Linked DNA regions of Sus scrofa: region 2 is linked to region 1. A link is a contact called in public Hi-C data. All regions are on one chromosome and are shown on one strand. The core of a region is the stretch at or near the end of the contact, and the rest is flanking DNA. Distances in the headings are between cores, read along the strand shown. Region 1 has its middle 280 kb from the start of ZHX2. Region 2 has its middle 170 kb from the start of SHAS2.

Region 1 (6,529 bases), core at 1,478-3,977:
GCAATGCTCTATAATGCTTACTTTGCTGACTTCATAAGTCCTCATTCAATGTATTCCAGCCACACAGCTCTTCTTTCAGTTCCCAAAAGTTGAGTCCTTGCTCTAAGATCCCTTATGTAGCTATGCCCTTATTCTGGAATGTTTTTCCCTTGACTCTACATAACCAGTTCCTTCTTATCCTTCATCTTCCTGCCTTCTTGTGAGGCCTTCCTTCAGCACCAGTTAAAAAGAGTTTCCCTCCCTCTCATCACTACCTCAGCACTTTGTATTTTTCATAGTAGTTTACCTATTGTAAGCAATTTGGAGTTTGTAATTAAAATGGTGTTGCTATTTTTAATCATTTTTATCATCATTTCTTTTTTGTCTTTTATCTTTTTAAGGCCACACCAGCGGCATATGGAGTTTCCCAGGCTAGGGGTCTAATCGGAGCTGTAGCTGCCGACCTACACCGGAGCCACAGCAAGGCCAGATCCAAGCCACGTCTGTGACCTACACCACAGCTCATGGCAATGCCGGATCCTTAACCCACTGAGCAAGACCAGGGATTGAACCCGCAACCTCATGATTCCCAGTTGGATACGTTTCCACTGCACCACAAAGGGAACTCATTTTAATTTCTATTAGAGTATAGTTGATTTACTGTGTTGTGTCAATTTCCAATGTACAACATAGTGACCCGGTCATACATATATATATACATTCTTTTTCTCATACTATCTTCCATCATGTTCCGCCCCAAGAGTTGGATATAGTTCCCTGTGCTGTATAGTAGGACCTCCTAAACATAATAGTTTGCATCCACCAACCCCAAACTCCTCATCCATCCCACTTCCTACCCCGTCCCCCCAGAAACCATAAGCCTGCTCAAAAAAATCTCTCAGTAGACTGTAAACTCCTTGTGGGCAGGGAATTTGTGTTCCTCATGCTGCATACCCAGGACCCAGCCAAACCTAGCATTCAACACAACTCCTCATTTTCTCTCATACACTACTTCCAATCTATCCGCAAATCCTGTTGGCTTTACCTTACAAATATATTTCAAATATGGCTATGTCTTTCAACCTCAGCCACTGCTCTTGTAGTCCACATTAACACAATCTCTCACTTGGGCTAAAGTACTTGCCTCCTTGAGGGTGCTCCTGCTTCCTCTATTGGTCTCCTAAAGTCTATGACTCCAAGGCAAAGGCTCTCTTAGAGATTTTCTTAAAACAAAAATCATATCATGTCTTTGCCCTCTTTAAAACCTAGTGTCTTTCTATTAATAAAATAAAATTATCCAAAACTTGGAAATAAGACAAGAAAATGTGCTTTCAATATAAGGCATTGTTTGACAGACTTACCAAAGAATTTTTTCATTAACAAAGAAGACACTTTGTCTTTGCTATTTACTTTTTTGATTAGAGCCCAAATTCTGTGAAGTTCCATGTTAACTTGCAGATTTCTCTCTAATAGAAAAGAAAAGCACAAAGTTATTGTTGTATTCCCCTGCAGGATAGTAACCAGTGTATATATATTAGCAAATTTACTTTAGCGTGTCTTTGAATGCCTGTCTATATAAATCTCCATTCCTCCAGGTTTTTTTTTTCCGTGTGTGTGTGTGTGTGTGTGTGTCTGTGTGTGTCTGTGTGTCTGTGTGTCTGTGTCTTTTTAGGCCCACATCCACAGCATATGGAAGTTCTCAGGCTAGGAGTCAAATCCAAGCTGTAGCTGCCGGTCTACACCACAACCACAGCAACTCCAGATCCGAGTCTTGTCTGTGACCTACACCACAGCTCACAGCAACACCAGATCCTCATCCCACTGAGTGAGGCCAGGGATCGAACCCATGTCCTCATGATGCTAGTCTCTTTCATTAACCACTGAGCCATGACAGGAACTACCCTCCAGTTTTCTTTCGAACCAGCTTTACCACTGTATTGATTCCATCATTAATTAATTAGTTTTGTACATTATTTGATACATGTTCATTTTTCATGCATGAGTCACCTTTCTACATTTTTGAAATTAAACCTGACAGCTTTGAAGGTCTCACCAAGATGTCCAAGTAGAGTTGCTTGTTGGAACCAGTGAAACTGCAATCCTCCCCTCAAAAAAAGGCAGGGGGTACCTAATAGGTATTTTAAGCCCAGACATGTTTTTTGGTCCTGAAATGACTCCCCAAAAGCACTATATCTTAGTCTGTTTGGGCTGCAATAACAAAGTATCATAGACTAAGTGACTTCTAAATAAACAGATATTCCTTACAGTTCTGGAGGCTGAGAAATTGGGGACCAAGGTGCCAGCAAATTCAGCATCTTGTAAGGACAAGGACATGTCTTTGGTTCATAGATCGCACCTTCTCACTGAGTCCTCAGGTAGAGGACGTGAGGCATCTCTCTTGGGCCCCTTTTATATGGGCACTAATCTCATCGTTGAGGACTCCATCCTCAGGACCTAATCAGCACCTAAAAGCCCCAGCTCCTCATACCATTGCCTTGAGGGTTAGGATTTCAACGTATGAATTTTGAGGGAACATAAACCATACATATCACACTAGAAATTTAAACCGTACATATCACACTAGAAATTTATCTTTGTTGAATTTTTAAAATTTTCTATAACTGTTTTTGTTTTCATTTCTAGTGCTTAGCCAGGTTTGGCTTTGGTTTCACAATGCCCTATATTTGTTCAGTTGGATTATTTTGCTTTGCATAACATGCAAGACTGAACCCTGGACTACAAGCTTAATACATTACTTATTAGAATAATAATAACATTGCCTAATACTTGTTGAATGCCTATTATGTTCCACTGCGATTCTTTTATATGTATGAATTATTTAATCCTCATAACAACCTCCATGAATAAGAATTATTATTTTCATTTGACAGATGACAATAATACATATACACATATACTTTTATCTTGTTTACAAAGCAATTATATTCATGTTTTTGCTTCATCTTGAGAAAGTATATAAAATTGGGATCGAATACTCGGCACAAATGAATCTTTCCACAGAAAAGAAAAACATGGACAAGGAGAACAGACTTGTGGTTGCCAAGGGGGAGGGGAGGGAGTGGGATGGATTGGGAATTTGGGATTAATAGATGCAAACTGTTGCCTTTGGAACAATTCTTATTCTTCTTTTACAGATGAGGAAATGGAGATTTAGATGGTAGATAGCTTAGCCAAGATCCCAGGTTTTCTTCCTCCAACTCTAGTATTTTTGCTTCCAGACTACACTCTCTCAATATCAAAGCAAAAAATAAACAAGATATCAACACAATTTAAAAATAAATACAAAAAAATTAAGTACTATACCCAGTACAGAAATTATTTTATAATAAAGAGCCAATTCTAAAGGATAAACAAAACTTTCTCCTACATTTATAATAAAAACACAATGTACTATTAAAAAGAATCTCTTTAAATTACCCTGAGCAGCCAAAGATGTTTTCTAAACTATTATGTGTTCAAAATATCAGGAGCCACTTTAAGCAACCCCTGAAGCAAACCAAGAAAAAAAAAAATCACTCTTTTTTTTTTTTTTTTAATATTTTGACAGGCTACCAATGTTGTTTCTAAGAAATTATGGTTCCAACTTGTGAGCGCTCCAAAGGGGTTTCGATTAAAAGAAATAACTTTTTGCAGGATTTAAAAATTAATGTTCACCAGACCTCTTGCCAATTCCCCAGGAAGAAATAATAAAGGTCTAAAAATATGCCGAACATTATATTCAAGCAATGTGTTAGTCTGAGCGGAATGAATATAATAACCCAAGAAAATGGGATCTGAATTACGCTAGAAGAATCTTCAGATCCACCATGGAATTCTGCTCTATGTTGTCATCATAAATGATATTTAGAGATTCCTGTAAAGGCAAAGCAAGATTTATGACTTCAGAGTCCTGACACTAAAAGTGCTTATATTTATCAAGTAATCATTGTATGTTAGGCTTTTCCTTCCCTAGATCCAAGATATTTAGAAGGACAATCTCTTTCTACTGCCAATATGCCTATTTGTATATTGTGAAGTAAATGAATGATTTTACACACACATACTCACACACACATAAAATTTCTGATAAAAGTTAATTCACATTTTTATGTGTTTATTAAAGTATAATTGATGTACAATATTGTGCCAATTTCTGCTATACAGCAAAGTGACTCAGACATATATATATGTATACATACTCTTTTTCTCATATCCTCCCCCATCATGTTCTATCCCAAGAGACTGGATATATTTCCCTCTGCTGTACAATGGGACCTCATTGCTTATCCATTCTAAATGTAATAGCTTGCTTCTACCACCCCCAAACTCCCAGTCCATCCCACTCCCTCCTTCCTCCCCTTGGCAGCCACATGTCTGTTCTCTGTGTCTATGAGTCTGTTTCTCTTCTGGGGATATGTTCATTTGTGCCATATTTTAGATTCTACATATAAGTGATATCTTATGGCGTTTGTCTTCCTCTTTCTGACTTACTTCTTCACTTAGTATGAGAATCTCTAGCTACATCCTTGTTGCTGCAAATGGCATTATTCTGTTGTTTTTATGGCTGAGTAGTATTCCAATATATATGTACCACATCTTCTTAATCCATTCATCTGTCTATGGATATTTAGATGGTTTCCACATCTTAGCTATTGTGAATAGTGCTGCAATGAATGTATGGGTACATGTGTTTTTTCATTAATTCATTTTTTTTTTTTTTTAGGGCCACTGGGGTGGCACATGGAAGTTCCCAGGCTAGGGGTTGAATCAGAGCCATAGCGCCAGCCTACACCACAGCCATAGCAACAAGGGATACCAGTTGCATCTGCAAACTACACCACAGCTCATGGCAATGCCAGATCCTTAACCCACTGAGTGAGGCCGGGGATCAAACCCTCATAGATACTAGTCAGATTCATTACCACTACGCCACAATGGGAACTCCTTCATACTATTTGTAGAGGTTTTCTCTGATCTTTTTATAAGGTAACCACCACCCTGTTACATTTTTATTTGATTACCACTTATTGTCCCTGTGGGGGATAAGGGCAGTGGGGAATGTATGAAAGAAATCAAGCCATCGCCAAGACTAATATCATTTTTTCCTGCTGTATAGCACAGGAAACCATATCCAATCACTTATGATAGAACATGATAGAAGATGATTAGGTCACTTTGCTGAATAGCAGAAATTGGCAGAACATTGTAAATCCACTATAATAAAATTTTTAATTCTATTTTTGATTGGGGGCAGACAGGAAAATGAAGATCTGTTTCCACATTTGTTATAACATGGCTTCACCTCCCAAGCTTTAGAGAATGAGACTTATATTCAAAAACATCTAAGCTCAAACTCTTCTCTGCCTCTTACTAAGATCTTTCAATAGTGCTTTATTCTCCTAAGCCTCAGTGTCCTCATTTGTCAAACTGAGATTTTAATACTTGCTTCATGGTGTTGAAATCCCAAATATCGAGATAATGCTTTTAAAGAGCTTTTAAAGTGCCTGGCACGTAATAAATGTTTAACAAATGGTGGTAATGATTATGACTATTCATGCTGATTACCATGAATTATTCAACGAGGAATAATTACGCTTATGGTATCATATAGTCTCAATTTTGAGACCAACATTTTTTTCACATTTCAGTATTTTTAAAACTGAAGTGACATTACACTAAATATACACAGAGTATACTTTTTTTCCTTCTGCAAAGATGTTTTTTAATTTACTAGTGTAACCTACAATGACAACATTCTAGGGCTAACCATTATGGTAGAAGGTAGGTGACAAAAATAAGTAAGAAAGCCCCTGTAATGTAGAAATTCGTAAACTGTGGTGCCTAGCAGAGAGGTCATGGGACTCCAGCTTATGGTTTCAATCCCTTAGCTCCTACTACCTGTTTCTGTATCTTATTCTCATTGTTCCAAAGATTTGCAACACCAGGCGATACTCTGAGAGTCTGATAAAAGTTAAAGTGCTTTCTCTCCAGGACAAAAGTATACACATATATTAGTTTTACATAGTTTTTTTAAAAGATAATCTATGGTCTCCCCAAAAGAATCTATGAAACCTAGACAAGCATCCTGTTTACATGCTTATGAACAATCCCCAGTTACTCTTCAGGTTATGTTTATGATTCTATAATCCTGTGAGTTTAAACATAACTATGTCCTGAAGAGGATGAATGGAGTGCAGAGCTAAGACTCACTGGCTCAGAGAGTCCCTAACAACAGTTTAGGCTGGGCTGGTAGCCAAAAGAATCAAATTTAAGGTGAAAGAAGGGGGTTCATATCAACCTTAAGAAAAACAGCGTACAACTTGTTACTTTTCTCATTCACTTAGCGCAAGTCAACCAGCTGCCATGTCGGTGCTTGATTTACTGTCCCATTAGGATGACCCATCTCTGCAGCCCCATGCTCATTACTCCAAACCTAGACTTGTGGTTTGGCTGTGTCTCAAGGCTGTAACCATAAATGTCAATGTAAACACACGTTTTCTAGATGGATGATAAAATCAAAACAATCTATTTTCAGGAAACCAATGTGCAA
Region 2 (6,529 bases), core at 2,305-4,804, 580 kb before region 1:
CATGGTTTCTAGTCAGATTTGTTTCTGTTGAGCCACGATGGGAGCTCCCTATTCTTATATTTTAAAGAAAAGAAACCGAGTCACAGAGAGGTTAAACAATTATTAATTATCCTGATGTTACTGCACATAGTAAATGGCAGAAGGAGGATTCACACACAGGCATTCTCCTGCTACATCCTGCAAACTGCATGTTATACGGTGGGTACATTTGAACCATTTCTACTGCTGGGATTTTTGAAAAGGAAATTACGAATCTTAAGATAAGTTTTTACGGGTGGGAAAAAAGGGCTCAAAATAGTGACCTAGCACTGGAGACCTCCATTTCAGTTCTCCAAGTATAAGACATTCATCCTGTTTGTAGGCTTTGGCAGTCTGAAGTAATTTCAAAGTTTGCATCCATGGTATGTAAAACAATAGTTTGACAACGATGATGAGCTTAATAAACATGGAGATTTCTTGCATAGTTTTCGTTTTACTCCCTGCCCCAGTCCTATCTATGCTCTAACAAATGCAATTTAATTTTATACCTGATTCAACTTTGCACAGCTATTTAATGTTGCATCTTGGACAAAAGAGGTCCGGCAAGCACCTTGAATGTGATCTTTTCCCTATATGTTGTTTTCTTCGGGTTTTCATTTTATTTTTGTATGACAAATTTTGCCCAAAGCAGTCAGAAGAGAATGAAAGGTCAAAAGATCGGACGAGTCATATAATTTGGGCAAGAATTTCCTCCTTGGTTTAGAAGACCTCACCCATCTCTTGGATTAATCAAATTCTGCTAGGACAGAACAAAGAATATATATTTGAGGGAGGTGACTAGAGAGGGATGGGTTTGAAATAATCTCACCTGTCTTTTTTTTTTTTTTTTTAAAAACACAATATTTTAAATAAATTTTTGCAGTGTGACAAACCCTGTTTTAGAAATGGAGACTTTGCCATAAAAAGCAAAACCTTAATATTTGCCTCCTGATCCAGCCATTTCAAATGATGGGGAAACTGGAATTTGTCCACAGACTCAAGACTGTCTTTTTCTGAATCCTTACGTCTTCATATGGTTTGTCTGCTAAGGGAGTATATCTATATCAGTACGTAAAATTTTTCTTGCTCATTTTCCCCTCATGGAGTTATTGAAAACACACAGAGGAGGTGTATTATTCCTAATTCTAAGGAAAATTCATTGCAGTAGAAATGCTTTATAAATCAGAGAGGGTCCCAGCTTGCCTTGGCTTTAAGTCACAGTTTTTTTCCTGTCAGTTATCCCAAAGATTGCTGGGTTTGTTATCCTATGCAGTAAATGCAGCTGGGGGAAAAAAAAAAAAGGCGTCCAGAAACTGATGCTTGGAAGGCAAGGTTTTATATAAACATATCTCCCTGATCACTAACCTGTTCAAACACAACTTGTCTTGGATTGGGGTTACACTTGAAAACTGGAGTCCACTTTTTAAAGTAATCCCCAAACACATCTGTTTTTACTCCACATCTGCAAGACACTTACTCTATTTTCCAGCAAGTTTGAAGGGAAGAGTTGAAACTGTTACTTCTGAAAATGGGAGGGGGCCAAGGCAAGATGAAAGATTACTAGGAGAGGAGTTCCCATCATGGCTCAGTGGTTAACGAACTCGACTAGTAACCATGAGGTTTCGGGTTTGATTCCTGACATTGCTCAGTGGGTTAAGGATCTGGCATTGCTGTGAGCTGTGGTGTAGGTTGCAGACGCGGCTTGCATCTTGCGTTGATGCATCTCTGGTGTAGACCGGTGGCTACAGCTCTGATTGGACCTCTAGCCTGTGAACCTCCATAGGCCGCAGGTGCAGTCCTGCAAAAAAAAAAAAAAAAAAAAAAAAAAAGAAAGAAAGATTACTGGGAGTAATTACTGTTGAACTGACATTGTCCTTAATTCTAAACTTAGTTTAACACATTACTCACTAAAGGGATCAATTTTCTAGCTGTAATGTGCCATAATAAAGTGCACACCACCTAACCCCATTCATCTCCTATGTTTGCCAGTGGGTTCTTTCCCTCTGCCACTAGTCCCCCCACCATGCCTTCAAAACAATCCACTGGCTTCTAAATCACTCACTAGAATCGAGTCTATAACACTGAGGGACCTACAAGGTCCCTGCCTACCGTGGCTCTTTCCTATCCCTCCAGAGGCAGCCACCACCCACTATACGGCAGATTCATTGGCTTTCTCTTCTTTCATCCAGTCCTCAAAACAGTCTCTCTTCAGGGCTTTTGGGCACGCTGTTCCCTCTCTTTGGCATATTCCCACGCACCCCTGCATAAACTCACCCTCTACCTAGTTAGCTCCACTAACTCTTAAATAGCCTACGAAGTAAATATTACGCTCCAGGCTTCAGGAGACAAAAACCCACGGAGGCACACTAACTAGGAAACAGCCAGGAAGGCAACCCTGGGTAGTCAGGATTTGAATATAGTTGTTTCTAATGCCTTAGTTTCATTTCTTGTTACTGATCACACTGTCTCCCTTTCCAACACACACAGCCAAAGGTCTGAAATTGCCATGAACATTTTTGCCTATTAAGCTGTTTATCTTAACATCAGACATTTGATTTTCAAGCATGATAAGACTGTTACTTGCATGCTATTTTGACTGTCTACAGACTCATAATCTGAATGCCCTCGTGGGGGTTGGGCTGTCTTTTCATCTGTCCCTTGAAGATACCAGCACACGCTGCTCTCCCTTTCTCTCTGCCCAAGTCTCTCCTCTTTGGCAATTAATCATGCACTGTCTTGCAACATCTTTGGAATCTCTGTCTGGTATTATTTTACGCTTACACGGTTATTAAGTTCTTGAATATGTACCTCTGATTCCTCCAACTAGGCTGCAAGTTCCTTGAGGTTAGAGGGGAATATTTTACGAATCTTTGGCTATCACCATCATTTGTGCATACCTCACAGGATGTCAACACGCATCCTCACACGACTTTTCACACCGGCTCTGTGAGAAGGAGACGAACTTTCTACAGGTGAGGAAACAGAGATCAGAGAAAAGCCTGACTTGTCTATCACATCATCGTTTTTAGGGAGTAAAAGCAAGTTTTTAGATTTCTGAAATTGGAAGTCTTTCATTTTTATTTTTTTCCCACCACACCAAGCTGACGTTCACACATTTCCACAGTGCCTAGCACAGGATCTGGTACACAACCAATACTTAATAATTGTTGGTGGATTGATTTTTAGGTTTCAAAGGAAACTAAATAAAGAATCAGGATCCCAAGCTGTATGACAAACATCTGTAGGAAAAGTAAATAAATGAACTCATGGCCTAGATTCTTCCAAAATGTCAATATTTGGTATTGGGGAAACAATTTTTTTTGGCTGAACTGACTGAGACTTTTTTTTTCTCTCTCTCTCTCTTTTTTGAATAGTTACACCTTTAAGGATACAGTACAGCTCAAATCTTGCAAAACGCATATGTGAATTGAAGTAACTTTTATAAGTTTCCAATTTTTCAGGATCAGGCATGCCTCTGTGATAATTGTAACAGGAGTAAACAGTTCTACTTGGCCTTTAGCACACTGCCAGTGAGGGAGGAGCTTGGAGTCTGTCTGGAAAGTCAGAAACATGTGGTGGCTCCTGATCCTGAGCAAAGTAGGGTAACAATAATAGTCATTTTTCATTTTCTAGTCCTTGGTGTCTAGAGGTCTTTGGGGAATTTAACAAAATATACATAAAGCCCAATTCTGAAAACAAAGCAACATATCCCCTGGCCTGAACCAAGCAGGGCCTTAGGGAAAATAATAATAAACGTTTTCCTTCCTTTGCCGCCAACGTTACAAACCATCAGCAATGACACAGAGAACAAAGAAGTCAGAGGTTATGGGAAGGGGAAAGACTGAAACTAGAGACCTCAAGGAGAAAATAAAAGTGCGTGACCACTCTAGGAATTGCTTCTAGGAATTGTTCTAGGTAGAATCCGAGTTGGACATAAAATGCCAGCCACCCTTTACCCCCTCACACGCATATACAACACACACACACACATCCCTATCATCAATGACCAGAAAGTACCTGAGAGGTATCCTGGGCACATCAACATATGAGAAGAAACTGTCTGTTATGGTCACAGGAACAGACTAGACTTGTCTAAGAAATGCTGTAACATACGCCTTAATAATTGAAAGAGGCTTGCCATGTATTACCTAAATAAGCAAGTTGTAATTAATTTGTACATTTTGTTCCACTTCTGATACAAATTTGTTTTATGCGCAGGTATACAAACATATGCATGTCAGGAATGAATTAAAACTAAAATAAATGATTTTTTTCCATTTTTGGTGCTTGAGAATACAGGCATTTTTATATTCCTCTCCAGGCGTACCTGAATTTGTTTACCATGACCATTTATTGCTTCTGTTATGAAAATAAATGTTATTAAAAAATCTAAAAAGAGTGGTAGTTAGGAGTTCCCTGGTGGCCTAGTGATGAAAAAGCCAGCATTGTCACTGTTATGGTTTGGGTACAATCCCTGGCCCAGGAACTTCTGCATGCCATGTGCAGGGTTAAAAAAATCAAAATACTAGTAGTTAATGGCAAACACACTCATGTAGAAATTTAAAGAAATAAACTAGTGCACAATCATTGTTTAAGAATTTGACAAGTTGAGGGTATCCAAACTTGTAGCTAAAAAGGGATTTCTTTTTCTTTTTTTCCTTTTTGCAGCCATACCTGCTACATATGGAAGTTCGCAGGCTAGGGGTAGAATCATAGTTGCAGCTGCAGGCCTATGTCACAGCCACAGCAACACCAGATCTGAGCTGCATCTGTGACCTAGGCTGCAGTGGATCCTTAACCCACCGAGTGAGGCCAGGGATTGAATTGACGTCTTCACAGAGACTACGTTGGGTTCTTAATCTGCTGAGCCACAATGGGCACTCCTGAAGAGGGATTTCTACTTTAATGAAAGGATATTTTATTAAGCATCTCACTCTCTCTCATGTCTACTAACATTTACTGTCAAATTTCGGCTTCAAATATACCATCTATTTGGCTTAGGCAATTTACTTAATCTTTCTCTGCCTACATTTTCCCATCTGCAAAATGGACCTAATACAAGTACCTTATCTCATTAAGCCTGTTGAATCATTAAAAGAGATAATACATGTAAAATGCTTGGCACAGTGTCTGGAAAATTATAATCACTCAATAAATGTTAGCTAATATTGTCATAGTTGTCAAAATCTGCATCTTTATTGTCAGAACCATTACTCTTTCCTGAAAGGACCTCAGTTTTATGTATCCATCCCGGATTTCCTATTTTTCAAATTCGTTTATCACAATAATTGTTGAGCATCCTGCTCTTGAACATATCAATGGTCCTAAAAGACCAACATTTCACACATGAAACTTATAACTTCTCTTCCTAAAACTAAGCCTCATGTAGCACCATTGATTTCTGGCTGTACTGGTGACAACATTTGAAGACAGATTTATATGCCTCTCTTATTTCCACCCCTTCTATACTAATTTTTGAAGCCCAGTCTTACCAATTTTACTCTTGAAATATCTGTGCATTCTACCCACTTCACTCCATTTAACCATCACACTTTTAGATCATTATAACACAGTCCCTCACATGGATAACTATGGGGGGGACCCATGTACCCTCACACTCCCCATACCCAGCACCCCCTCTCCGCCCCAGTGTATTCCTTCTCTGTAGGCAGATGGATAATTTTACAATACGCATATATCCTGCTGTGTGGCACTTGGAACTATGTCTAGTCACTTATGATGGAGCATGATAATGGGAGGAAAAAGAATGTATACATGTATGTGTAACTGGGTCACCTTGCTATACAGTAGAAAATTGACAGGAGTTCCTGTCGTGGCGCAGTGGTTAACGAATCCAACTAGGAACCATGAGGTTGCGGGTTTGGTCCCTGCCCTTGCTCAGTGGGTTAACGATCCGGCGTTGCTGTGAGCTGTGGTGTAGGTTGCAGACGCGGCTCGGATCCCGCGTTGCTGTGGCTCTGGTGTAGGCTGGTGGCTACAGCTCCAATTGGACCCCTAGCCTGGGAACCTCCATATGCCGCGGGAGCGGCCCAAGAAATAGCAAAAAGCCAAAAAAAAAAAAAAAAAAAAAAAAAAAGAAAATTGACAGAACACTGTAAACCAGCTATAATGGAAAAACTAAAAATCATTATAAAAAACCAAAATAACATTACCAGTGTCTACTGAAAAAAATAAAAGAAAAAAATAAAATGCATATGTAGTTATATTACCCCTTTGCTTAAAACCTTTCAATGGCTACCCACTGTTTTAACAGTTCATGATCCCTAAGAGTGATGTGCATATAGGCCCTGCTTATTTTTCCAACCTCAGTTCATATCCTGGTAAGCTGTGCCCTGATCACACTGGCATTTTATTTGTTCCTCCAGCTTGAACTGTTTCCTCCCATTACAGGTCACTTGTAACATTCTCCATCACCCTGCTCTCCTCTGCCTTGCTCCAGTTATTCCCTATTCTCCACCCTTCCCACCTAAACACTCAGCAGATGCTCATC

Evidence for each region. A called contact is a pair of places that touch in the nucleus more often than the background predicts.
Region 2: a Hi-C map of liver shows a contact between it and region 1, with 1.8 times the contacts expected there. The contact joins two enhancer-like sites. A contact is called at or near these places in 2 of 47 Hi-C or Micro-C datasets (embryonic fibroblasts and liver).

What each region holds. Positions count from the first base shown.
Region 1 is chr4:16,828,674-16,835,202 of Sscrofa11.1, reverse strand. No RefSeq gene overlaps it. Among named protein-coding and RNA genes, the nearest start is that of ZHX2, 280 kb to the right of the region's middle. Within about 2 kb of position 2,727, at least 2 of the 83 cell types and tissues checked have an H3K27ac peak or open chromatin away from gene starts, as enhancers often do. A contact at or near this core is called in liver, where this site is marked.
Region 2 is chr4:17,412,881-17,419,409 of Sscrofa11.1, reverse strand. No RefSeq gene overlaps it. Among named protein-coding and RNA genes, the nearest start is that of SHAS2, 170 kb to the left of the region's middle. Within about 2 kb of position 3,554, at least 9 of the 83 cell types and tissues checked have an H3K27ac peak or open chromatin away from gene starts, as enhancers often do. A contact at or near this core is called in liver, where this site is marked.